Regions from separate parts of the Cricetulus griseus genome. Here region 1 is linked to region 2. Evidence: chromatin contacts called from public Hi-C data. All regions are on one chromosome and are shown on one strand. Each heading gives the region's core, a stretch centred on a gene start, on an enhancer-like site or on the middle of the called end of the contact. The rest is flanking DNA. Distances are from core to core; before and after follow the strand shown. Region 1 overlaps Rad51b (DNA repair protein RAD51 homolog 2). Region 2 has its middle 20 kb from the start of Zfp36l1.

Region 1 (6,086 bases), core at 2,580-5,079, 520 kb after region 2:
GGACCTGGGGGATATAAAGTCAGCATGAAATCAAATGAGAGGAAGCTTCTGTTGATTACAAATCAACATATAATTAGATTGAGAGGCACCCATGGTGATGAAATGCCAGCAGAAATAAAACACTGCCTGTTTACAACAGGCATTATGGCTGGCTCTGTGTTTAGGAAGAACAGACCAATGCGTCAACCCAGAATCTCAGATACCCCAGGATAAGGGCAATTCATTTAGTCTGTCTGAGTCATGGAATAGTGTGTAAAAGGGACAGGAGCCTGGATTGTGTATAGTGTGTCAATTACTATAGAGCAGTTGAAGCAATAAAAACCAAGACTCCAAACCATACCCACAGCAGAGCTATAAATAAGTGAACAAAGGGAAACTCAACTCCCCCAGGAAGAAGAGGTCCAGTTCAAAAAAAATCAGTGAGCTTTAGACCCCACAAAACAAAAAGCAACACCAGTCATGACAATTTAATAGTGATGTTGAGCTATTACAAGCTAGACGACCTAGGGAAAAAGATAAACAGAAAAAAACAAACAAACAATGCAGAAACCTAACTTATGCAGAAAAGACTGGCAGAATACAAGGAAGCTTATCACGGGGAAAAAGTATGAACAATGCTTCATGGAAAGAAAGAAAAAAGAAACCAGTTTCTCAAAACTTCCAAAAGTTAAAAACTTGAATCACCTGAAAGATATAACTCTAGGCAAGAAACAGGTATTAAAACTCTGGGCATGTCTTTTGAAACAGAGATTATCATACCAAAAATTAGAATATTAAAATGTATAACATTAATAAAATTAGCTACATCAAGAAAGGAAGGAAGGAAGGAGGGAAGGAAGAAAAGAACTGTCATTATTATCATTTAAAGCACTGAATCACTAGAAGGCAACCAGTACTGATTTGTCTGGTATAAATATTCCCAGCTTTACGATTGTAAGTAATTCTAAAGACTACATCTTACAGGCATGGAGGTGCATTTGAAAGGTGGGGGGCAGGAGGATTGTCTGTTTGAAGCTAAGCAGGGCTATAGAGTAACTCTAGACCGACAAATGCTATATAATGACAGTCTGTCTGAAAATTTGGAACATTTTCATAATGCATGGCCAGACCCTGCAGAGGAAGGATTTTCTGTCAAGTATTAGGAATAGGGTTAACCTTAGGTTTGGAGGGCCATCATCTTGCCCAAAGTCAGAGCCTTCAAGGGTAACTAAGGGATTCCATTATTGTCTATTTGGGTGGCTTTAAGCAATTTATTAACTTCTTTGACCTACCAAATACATAATAATGATAATAAAATAATAACCACAGGCGTTTGCCATGAGAATTACTTGCAATGGTACAAAAAATACTAATTTAGCATGGTGCTTAGTACCTAAGAATTAGTAAATTGGACCACAAGTATTTTTAACCCCACCAAATATCACAATTTCTAATACCTATCAGGTAATCAAAAATGTGTGTAGCTATAAAGATGGAGTGGTACATGTGTACAATATACCAGGAAACTGAGGCAAGAGGATTGCTTAAGTTCAACAGTTTGAGATCAGCTTGGGCAGTGTAGTGAGATCTCCATTTCAAAGAGAGAAAGTGGAAGAGTAAGCAAGTAAGTAGTGCTAAATCCTGGTGATTACATCATCTACCTTCCTTGGTTTGGTCATTAGGGGAAGCTGTTGGATTCAAACTGAGAGAACAAAGCTAATTTATTCATTTATTTGAAAATATTTATTGAGCACACACATAAGAGAAAGTGTACTTCCTGCCTTCAAGAAGAGGTTCACAACCTTAAAGCGGAAACCAAGTATGCTAACATCCTCTGTTTCTAGATAATGCATGATAAGTACCATCTCAGTAAAGACAATTAGGATGTTTAGGTTACTAATCCATCAAGGGATCCTTGGTTAGGATGGCTAAGGTGGGAACCTTGTGTGCTGGGGTTTTGATGGGCCAAGAATAAAAGTTAATTGTGTGCAAGCACCATGGGCTGAGCCAAATGAAGAAAGTAAATGCCTTGGTAGGAATGTTGACTAGTCTGGGCTGGCTGGAGGACAAGGGTTGGTGTTGGGGTGTGGTGAGTGACAGGTCTAGAAAGAGCAGTGTGGACTTGCCTGGAAGGGCCTCAGATACCAAGGCACAAGTGGTGGAAACCAGAGAAGCTGCAGGGACGATGAGGAGAGAAACTGAACTGACAGCTGTGTTCTGGTGGACCCACACAGGGAAGCTTGAGACAGGAAGGATACTGCCTGGCATTAAACCTCTTAACAACTCACAAGTGCCCTCAGATGGGGAAACCAAGGCAGTGCAAGCCCAAGGTTGCATTATTCCCAAAAGCTAAGGTGAGGTATGAACTCTAGAGTTCATGTGGAGGGATATGATTGAGCAGGAGTCATGTGATGATCTTGGAAATGTAAGGGAAAAAACATACTGGCCACTCTGTCTATCGTAGGGATAGGGAACTGAAACAGAAATTCAACATTAACAATAAAATCTGGGTTGGTGACCTTCTCAGTGAGTAAAGCTGCTTGCCACCCAACCTGATGAGCTGAGTTTGACCCCTGGACCTACATGGTAGAAAGAAAGAACTGATTCCTGAAAATTGTCTTCTGATCTCCACACATGCGCACACAAATAAATATGATTTCAAAAGTAAAATCAAATAAAACCAAAGGGAAAGTGAGGTGGCTCAGGCAGTAAAGGCATTTGCTTTATAAGCTGGAAACCCAAATAAAAGAGGGAGGAGAAATCTTACTTCATAAAGTTGTCCTGTGATCGCTATACATACATCAGGCACAAATACATAAATACATACTTTAAAAATAAAATTAAAGTCTGGGAACTAGAGGAATTTAAATATAAATGATGCCTACATTCATTAGATTGAACCAAAAGGATAAAGCCAAACATCTTATCATGATGACGCAGCTGACAATGAGAACAGATCATCAAGAATTTTTCTCTCAACAAAGAGAAGAAAACCAAAAGCAAAGAGGAAAAGCAGTCTGTGTAGCAGCTTCCGAGTGGGAAGAACACATGCGTTTTGGGTTTCTTAGGGTACCAGGACAACATTTACACTGAAAGGCAAAGAGAGTCTCAGGGTAGGTGTTGGTGGATAACCAGGTTGAAAGACCACACAGTGTAGGCAGAGTTCATGGATAACAGAACACACATACACAAATGACTAGCAGCTCCCTCAAGCTTTCTGAAGATGCATCTGTATGAATTTAGTTTCCTCTTAATTTAACCTGATGCACAATGCCTGAGAGAAAACAAGTGCTGGTTCTTTTTCATTCCCTACTTAAGCTGGAAAAATATCAAACAATTCTAGAATTCTTGAGAAACAAAACCTTCGAGCCAAAGTTCCACGGACTAATGCTGCTAAGCCAGAAATTACCTGTCAGTTGAGATGGGTGACAAGAGAGCCTGCTTCCCTGAGAGGATAGTCAGGGTCTCATGTAGCCCTGGCTGGCCTTTAACTCACTATGTAACCAAGGGTGACCTTGAACTTCTGCTCCTTCTATCTCCATCTCCTGAGTGCTGAGAGAACAGGCATGAATTACCTCACCCAGTTTCTGTGACACTGGGGATCAAACCCGAGGGGGTCACACATACTAGGCATGCACGCTACCAAATGACCTACACACTTAGCCCAACTTGATCTTGAACTGGTGATTCACCCAAAAGAGCAAGGTCCTATGTCAGTTGAAATTTTGGTCAGTCCTTGAGTTAGGGAAATAATTGTCCTTTATTGTCACTTCACCTCCCAACAGCTTATGAGTGAGCACTCACAATGGCATGATAGATGAGTAAAAGGCATTACTTATTTGTATACTGCAGTACTCTGGTCACTCACATGGGCTTTGAGTCATATTGGCCTAAGGAGAAAAGCTCAGGCTGCTCATGAATGCCCTCTTCCTTTTCTCTCACACTCCCTTGGCAGAGAGAGATGCCCAGATGTTCCTGTTTACTGGCTGCACCTTCCCCAGCGGTCATATGTGGAACAGGAACTGTTAAAGGTTTCCAGATCCTGGGGTGAAAGGTGCCTTCTAAGTCACATACTTATCACAGGTGCAATAGCCTCAGAATGTAGCCCCCAATATACTCAATAAGGCTTGTTCTCTGAGATCATCTTTATCATTGTAAGATTGGATATCTGCAATAATAAGGGGCCCTAAAAACCACCTCTAATGACAAGGACAGATAGGACAGGACTGCTGGAAAAGGTCTTTCTGTTTCCAGGTGCTTTTGTGGATGCCCTTATGGCCAGACTGTGACCTTTCAGGTACAGGGGAGTTGATCACAGACTCAACACCACCAAGTGGCTGTGGTGCTGTCTATGGCATCCTCAGAAAGAAAATCACAGAAAAAAAATCAAGGAAGAGGAGACTGGATGGGAAAAGTCATAGGAAGAATACAAATCCACCCACACCTGTGAGGTGATCCCAAGGGATGAGACAGAGGGAGTTACAGAGATTTTCTTCAGATAAGAATTATATTGTATATGGAATATATACAATGGAATCTTTCCCAGGAGACCTGATTCCACAAGGTCAGGGATGCCCTTTTGTCATCTGTGTGGTCAGATCCATCAGCATGACGTCTCAGGTGTCATGACTATTCAGAAAATTTTTATTTTGTTGTTGTTAAGGTACAAAAAGTCCCTCAGAACCAGTGTTTTCTAACAAGAGTTACAACTTTTGTCTGGCTACAACTTCATTATAGCTGAAAAGGACTATAGATGTCAACATGTCCAATTCTCCCATACCACTATGCAGAAACAGTATAGCCATTTTAAAGATTTTGTTTCCCTGCCCCCTTTAAGTATACTGTACTCACAAAGGACTTGGTCTTTCCACTGTGACATTTTAGCCATTTTGGTGTAATTCACCACATAAATAGAAAGATGAAAAATCATAGGCTTATTATTTTGGTCTACACACATTGTTTATTTTTGCAATGCTATGTAACTTCCTACAGATCACATTCTATGCCAGATACTCTGAATCCTGTGTGACCAGGAATCTGAATTTGTAACAAGTATCCCATAAAGCTGATGAAATTCATTGCAGGTGTTCCACAGACCACAACCCAGGGACATACATTACATGGCATTTTGTTATCTTGTGTTAAGGGTTGAAAGTTACATGGATGAGTAGCTGTCACCACAATCTATCAGAAACATTTCCTCATGACATTTAAGAAATTCTATTTTGTATAAAAAGGAAAAAATGTTTTGGTTGACCCTACAATGAAATATCACCTTACAATAACAAGCAGATTAGCTATAAAATTAACAGTAAAACTTGTCAAGAAGGATATGGAGAAACTGGAACCCTCATCTATTGTTGGTGTGGTTGTGAAATGATGTGGTCACTTTGAAAACCAATTTGACAGTTGTTCAACATGTCAGACTACAGAGTTAACATGTGATCCAGTAATTCTACTGCTAGCTATATTCCCAACAGAATGAAGACATGTATGTATGCAAAAACTTGTATACAGATGCTCACAGTAGTGATATTTTTTAATAGCTAGAAGTAGAGAGAAATAATTCACATCCCTTGAGACAAAAGATTGGAAGTCTGAGGCTGGAGGATGATATGAGGAACGGAGGGAGGGAATAGAGAGTCACTGCTAATGGAATGAAGGTTTCTTGGCTGGGGCAAAAATATTCTAAAATTCAACAAGGCATATGACATTATTTGAGTGTGGTGGGTCAAATGTAAGAAAGAGAGGAAATGATAGAGACTTCGGCAAATTTTGGATGGCATGCTCATCCTAACGGAGGCAACCACTACTCAGCTCTATGAATCGTCACTCTGCAGGAATGTGACATAAGGCTGTCAGTTTTTATAGTTTTGAAACAAAGCCAGAAGCCTGGATTTTATATGAAGTTTCTTAAAATTTAAAGGCTGATACTGAATTCATTTTTTAAAAAGACATTACTGATAGCTACAAGTAAAATAATTTTGTAGGCTCCTGGACCTCATGGCTGCCAGCAGGTGACCCCCAATCACTGTGATCTTTCCTTTGCAGTTGCTGAAGTGGACTGCTTGAATTCAAGAGGCTCAGAAGTCTTTGTTAACCAGCCT
Region 2 (5,859 bases), core at 1,121-3,620:
ATTACTAATCTTCGGAATCTTCCGACGAGGCAGAATGCTGTGTTTTCCCATTTCCCAGATGAGGCAACTGAGGCTCGGAGAGATTACGACATTTGCTGGAGACAACACAGAATCAGGAGCTGACTTGAACTGGTTTGAATTGGAAAGGGAAGTTGTTTTTTTTTTTTTTTTTTTTTTTTAAATGTGTTCTCCTTAGCTCAAATGGCCTGGAGTCCATTGACCCCCCAAAGACTGCCAAACACTGGAGTGGTAGGGGCCCTGGACAGGAACTCTCCTCTCTCCTTTCTCCACAGCAGGGTGCTGGTGGGCTGAGCTGGACCATCTAATACACACATCCTAATCCTCCATTCTTCTAATGAAGAAAGGGACTGTGCTAGGAAATGCCTCTGTGCCGAAGCCTGAACAACAAAGGGGCTCTGGCTGGCACTTGCCCCATCCTCTTTTCCAAGTTGGTATGAGTACCCTGGGCTCATTGGGGAGGTGAATAAACAGGAGGGGTGGGAAGTGAGACTGCCCTCTATCGTGCCTGGAACAGCAGGGCAAGGACAGGGTGGGCTCATCCTTCGTGGCCCTCTTCACATGTCATAATTGAGAGACGAGTGCCAAGTATACAACAGGTGCTTAACAATGTCCCCTGAAGAAATGGGCCCTAGACAAAGCATAGAATGCACAGATGGGTAGTTGACATGCTGTCTTTTTACTGCTGCCCGACACAACTCATTCCATCAAATGTGATTCTCCTCCAGGCTTCAAGGAAGGGCCTAAACAAATCTGATTCCATGAGAAGTTCATGATCCATGAGCACGTGGCCGGGGTTCCTAAAGGCAAGATGTCATCCTGGGTGTGGCTAAGATCTCAGTATTCAGGATCCCTTTGGAAGAGTGAGATCCCTGGGTACCAGATGTCTGGACTTTGCCCGTTCTCTCTCTCTTCGGCCTTTGTCCTCTCATTCCTGGTACTGGGTTAGGTTCTCCCCAGGACCTTCCTAATCCCCCCTCCTAGACTCCACTTGATTATTTCCTCAGAAAGCCCTTTGGTGACAGCTTCCTCATCCTCAGTTTAAATCACAGATGCTCCTTGATGATTTGTAGTGAAGCCATGTCCCAACAAGCCCGTGAAAAACTGAAAATGCCAGGAAGTGTGAAAAGTGCACTCACTACCTTAACTTACTGAACATTGCCACTTAGCAACACAACACACCATAGACCACAGGTTGTTTTTCACTTGTGACTGTAGGAACTTCCTGCAAAAGAGTATTGTGTTTATTGCTAGTCCAGGGGGGAACCCAGAATTTAAAAAATCATTTGTGGTTTCTACTGAATGCAAATTATTTTTGTACCACCTTAAAGGTGAAATCATCGTAAGTTGGGGACTGTTTGTAGTTCCCTATTTATATGTCATCTTTGAATGCCTTAATGTTTCCCTTCATAGGAATTTGGAAACTTTTTCAAACTGGGGCCGGTGAGATGGTTCAACTGGTAACGGTGATGCACAAGCTTCATGACCCGAGTTTGGTATTAAAACTTTTTCAAGGGGCTGGAGAGATGGCTCCCCAATTAAGAGCAGTGGCCACTCTTCCAGAGGACCCGGGTTCAATTCCCAACATTCACATGATAGTTTACAACCATCTGTTATTTCAGTTCCAGGGGATTCGAAGTCTTCTTCTGGCCTCAGAGTGCATTGCACACATACGGTACACAGAAATACATACAGGCAAACACCCATACACACAAAATAAAATTTAAAGTTTTCAAGCGCAGTCTTAGATTTATGAGAGTGTTTAAACAAGCATGTCCTCTCTGCTGAGTACCGAATGGGTGGGAACTTTGTCAGGGTCACAGTTTATCCTCTGTACTTTGTCTGCTGGGCATATTGTATACTGGAGTGGATGATCGACTCCCAGCCTGGGTAAGCGAGCAGAGCTGGTGGTGGTTCCAGCACCAAGCGGCCAGCAGCAGATTTGGGATGAGCTGCCTAGGAAAGTGTGTTGCACACGCAAGTTGGAGAACCATCTACAAAGCACTTCCCCAGCTCTTTGAGCCCAGTTTGGAGGGTCCCTCACGTGCTGTTCGTCACACTGGCCACTGGAGGGCACTGTTGCCACGCCCATCGCCCGCTGCGCGGCGGGAAAGGCCCTGGGAGGCCTGCTGGGGGAGAGCGGCTGGGCGGCCACCGTTGTCAGCAGCCGCCGCCCGGGGCCGCAGACGCTCCGGGATGCCGAAGGGCCGGCAGCGGCCCCAAAGCTCCGTGTAGGTCGCCCCGCCGCGCCTAGGTCCAGAAGGTTCGCGAGGTTGCGGGACCAGGGGAGGAGGCTCGGACGGGCTGGGTGCCAGCGAGGGCGGCGGAACCTTGACCGCGGCCCCGGAGGCAAAGGGCAAGCCTCCGCGTGATGCCTGGGCGAGCAAAACAAGCCGGCCATCTTGGTGCCCTTAACCCGCTCCTGGCCGCTCTGGGCGCGGCCAGGAGTCCGACCATCGAGCCCCGCGGCAGGCCCGGGCTTTGGAAAGCGAAGAGCCATGGGCCTGGGGAGGAATGTCTAAGAATGGGCAGAAAACCCGAGGCCCTGGCACGTTCCTCGGGGTGTTTGGAAATGCTGTCAGTTAGCCATTAGCAGGCCGGGCGAGCGCTTCGGTCATTGATTGGATTTGTTCCAGTCGCCTCCTCGTTCTTTTTGCCCTATATTCAAAGAGCGTAAAGTCTCAGGTGGTTGAAGTGGGTCAGAGTGATCATCAGGCAGGATCAGGGTCCGAGACAAGGTGGTATTCCAGTGGATGCCCTCGGGTCACGCCAACCCAGGGTCAAGGACTGGCTGCCCCAGTGCTGTAAGCGGCCAGCTCATTACCAGTTTCTCAATCATTCTGATGCCATCTGAGGAGCAGAGGACCCCACACTGCTCCTCCTGGCTGCATAGTTTACACATGGGTTTTCAATCGGTTGTAGCTTTCATGTTCTAGAATATTCTTTCTTCTGTCAATTCTTCAAGGTCTGTCTTAAATATCAGACCCACCAGGAAGCCTTCCCTAATTTCCCCCTTTGTTTCAAGTGAATCTGTCTCTCTCTGGCTGACCCATCTACATACCATCATCAGGGCCTCCACTCCTTAGTCTTTGTGGCCGCACCCTCCCCTTTTGAGTGTCAGGCCCATCATGAAATTGGTCTTCCTTGTAAGTCATGCAGGAAAGGGTACCTGCAAGAGAATTACCAAGTGATTGAGTGGGTTTTAATCTGGATTTGGGCATAGTATTTGGGCAAGGTTCTCGTATGTTTTGAACAAAAGAAGATGTAATGGTGTTTTCTTAAACCCTGGGATGGAATCCTTTTGTGTGTTTGACTACTGAAAGTTATTTTGGATAGAAATGTCAGGGTGCTGTAGGAACCAGAACCATAGGTCTGAAGCAGGCCGAGAAGACGATGAATCTTTCAGAAAGCCTTTGTGCTGCTCTATAAGGCCTGGGCTGAAGACTAAGCTAATGATTCTCAATCTGTGGGTCTCCACCCCTTCAGTCATTTGTGTCACCTACAGGGAAACACAGATATTTACATTACAGTTCATAACAGTAGCAAAATTACAGTTATGAAGTCACAATGAAAATAGTTTTATGGTTGGGGTCACCACAACATGAGAAACTGTATTAAAAGGGCCTGAAGCATTAGGAAGGTTGAGACTTGAGGTGTAGGCTGAGGTGACAGGAGGAGGCAGGAAAGAATAGCTTGTGGCAGCTTGAAGAAGACTGGTGCCATAGGAAAGAGCCCCCTTTCTTCCTTTGAAAAGATGAGGCCGGAGTCCTCCCATGAAGGGCTCCTGGGAGCCGCTTCCATCCAAGCCTTGGCCACAGGTGATTTTCTGAATGCTCACTGAGGGGAAAACAGAGTTGATTTTGTTTATTTATTTAAGGGGAAAAATAAATGAGCTGTGATAAAACAATTTGCAACCAGGCCCCTCTGAGATTTGGGCTTTCACTTCCTTGATGGGACATAAAACAGAATGAATCCCCCTCTAAATAAAAGTGAAGTTAATAATCAGACAGCTCAAGCCCTGGCCACATCCTGTCAACTCCCTCCCTCTCAGGGCTCACTGTTTATAGCTGCTGAGCCCTCCCTCCTTCCCAGCCCAGAGCAGCTTAACTCTTTCCTCCTCGCTGGGGAATCCCCAGTCTGCAAGCCTCACACCTCTGGGGTTGATATGGCCTCAGTAAACGGTGGCTGTCTGTCCCTAGGTATGTCCATATGGGAATGTCCCCCACAGGCACCTGCCTTTTTGCTTCTGGCCATGTACTTAATTAGCCTAGCTTAGATTGTCTCACAGAAAACCCACAAAGTCCCCTTTCCATTCTAACCCAATGTGAAAAAAAAAAAAAAAAAAAAAAAAAAAAGGCAAGTTCACTGCCATTGGATCTTCATGCAGCCTTTTTAGCCTGGTGGTTTCTAGGAACTGTATTCTGATGGATATAGGCACAAGTGTCTGGGGTTTGGGGCCTGAGTTGGAAGCAGTACTCTGTGCCTACCACTCTGCTTCCTTCAGCTGCCTTTAGTGTGTTTATTTCTTCCAGAACTCCATGCAGTCAGCATTCATAGTCCCCATTGGGTTAGGGGCTCTGGCTGAGCCTGTTGAGGATTTTTTATTATTCTAAGCAACAGCTTTACCTGTAGGGCAAAGATCAGGCTTACTTTACAGAAATGAGCAGCCTTAAACGCCTTGGCCAGTGTTAAGCTAATAGCAGAGGTGGAGTTTGAAGTCTCGCTTTCTGACTACCAAGCCTGCACCCTCAGCCCTTGCTCTCAAGATCTCTTGGAGATTGCTTTCCCTGGAGCCAGGAGTTTAGGAATTTAGGATAATTTCAGGGATGCATTGCATAGGTCTCAAAGCCCAGGGGCTTTCTGAGACTATTCTAGCTGTGCTGTGAGTTTCTAGCTTTCTCCCCACACTAGGGGAGGCAACAAGAAGAGAGAGGGGTGAACTGTGGTGGCCCTTCCATCTTGCCTTCTCTAGGCTCTGGGACAGTGGTTGTAAGGCAAGATGGGATATAAAGCAAATTTTGCATCCCTCATCCCTTCATTTGGTTGGCATCAGGCCTCAGAGCGGGGGTTCAGACACAGCTGCTTCATCTGCAGTACCTTTGCTTCGGTCCCTTTATCTTTTCACTTGCAGGTTCCTCGCCTGAAGTCACAAGCAGAATTTCAGGATCCCATTTGCCGTGTGGCCTGAGGCAAGTGGCAAAAACTTTTAAAATGGTTGTGGAGGCCTCTTGCAGCCTCTTTATGCTGCCATGGCTACTGACTGTGAAAGCACGTCTCTGGCCAGGTCACTAGGCCCTTTGGGTGATCCCTCCTGTTCTTGAAGGTGTGTTGTACTGCCCCCTGCTGTGTGGAGGCCTTCATGCCTTGCTTGCCAGCCAGGGCAGCCCTTTCAGTATACCCCAAATCCAGCCTTTAGGGATGAGTTCATCTGTATGGCTCTACTTTGTGGGGGCTGGGGTGCATGTGTCATTCAAAGCCCTGGCTCAGAGCAGGCAGTGTCCTATTCATCCACCCCCAGCTCATTCAGCCAGAGGGAAAGCTCCCATCCTCCTGGGTGACATGTTCTAGACCAAAGGCTTCTCTGGGGAGGACAGCAGCCATGACTTCTCTAATGCCTGGCAGGATGCTAGGCCCAAAGAGGTTTGGAGTAGTGTACCTTTCTATTTAATTTTGGTGTTTAAGAAAAATCTTTGGCTGGGCAGTGGTGGTGCATGTCTTTAATCCCAGCACTTAGAAGGCAGAGACAGGCAGATCTCTGAGTTCAAGGCCAGCTTGGTCTACAGAGTGAGTTCAGGACAGCCAGAGCTACACGGAGAAACCCTATCTCAAAAAAACAAAAAC

Evidence for each region. Hi-C and Micro-C count contacts between places; a contact is called where the count stands out from the background.
Region 1: a Hi-C map of liver shows a contact between it and region 2, with 5 times the contacts expected there. The contact joins two enhancer-like sites. A contact is called at or near these places in 4 of 8 Hi-C or Micro-C datasets (the CHL-YN cell line, the CHO-K1 cell line and liver).

What each region holds. Positions count from the first base shown.
Region 1 is chr5:124,024,437-124,030,522 of CriGri-PICRH-1.0, forward strand. All of the region lies in intron 8 of Rad51b (DNA repair protein RAD51 homolog 2), which reads right to left. Among named protein-coding and RNA genes, the nearest start is that of Rad51b, 310 kb to the right of the region's middle. Within about 2 kb of position 3,830, at least 1 of the 6 cell types and tissues checked has open chromatin away from gene starts, as enhancers often do.
Region 2 is chr5:123,502,406-123,508,264 of CriGri-PICRH-1.0, forward strand. No RefSeq gene overlaps it. Among named protein-coding and RNA genes, the nearest start is that of Zfp36l1, 20 kb to the right of the region's middle. Within about 2 kb of position 2,371, at least 1 of the 6 cell types and tissues checked has open chromatin away from gene starts, as enhancers often do.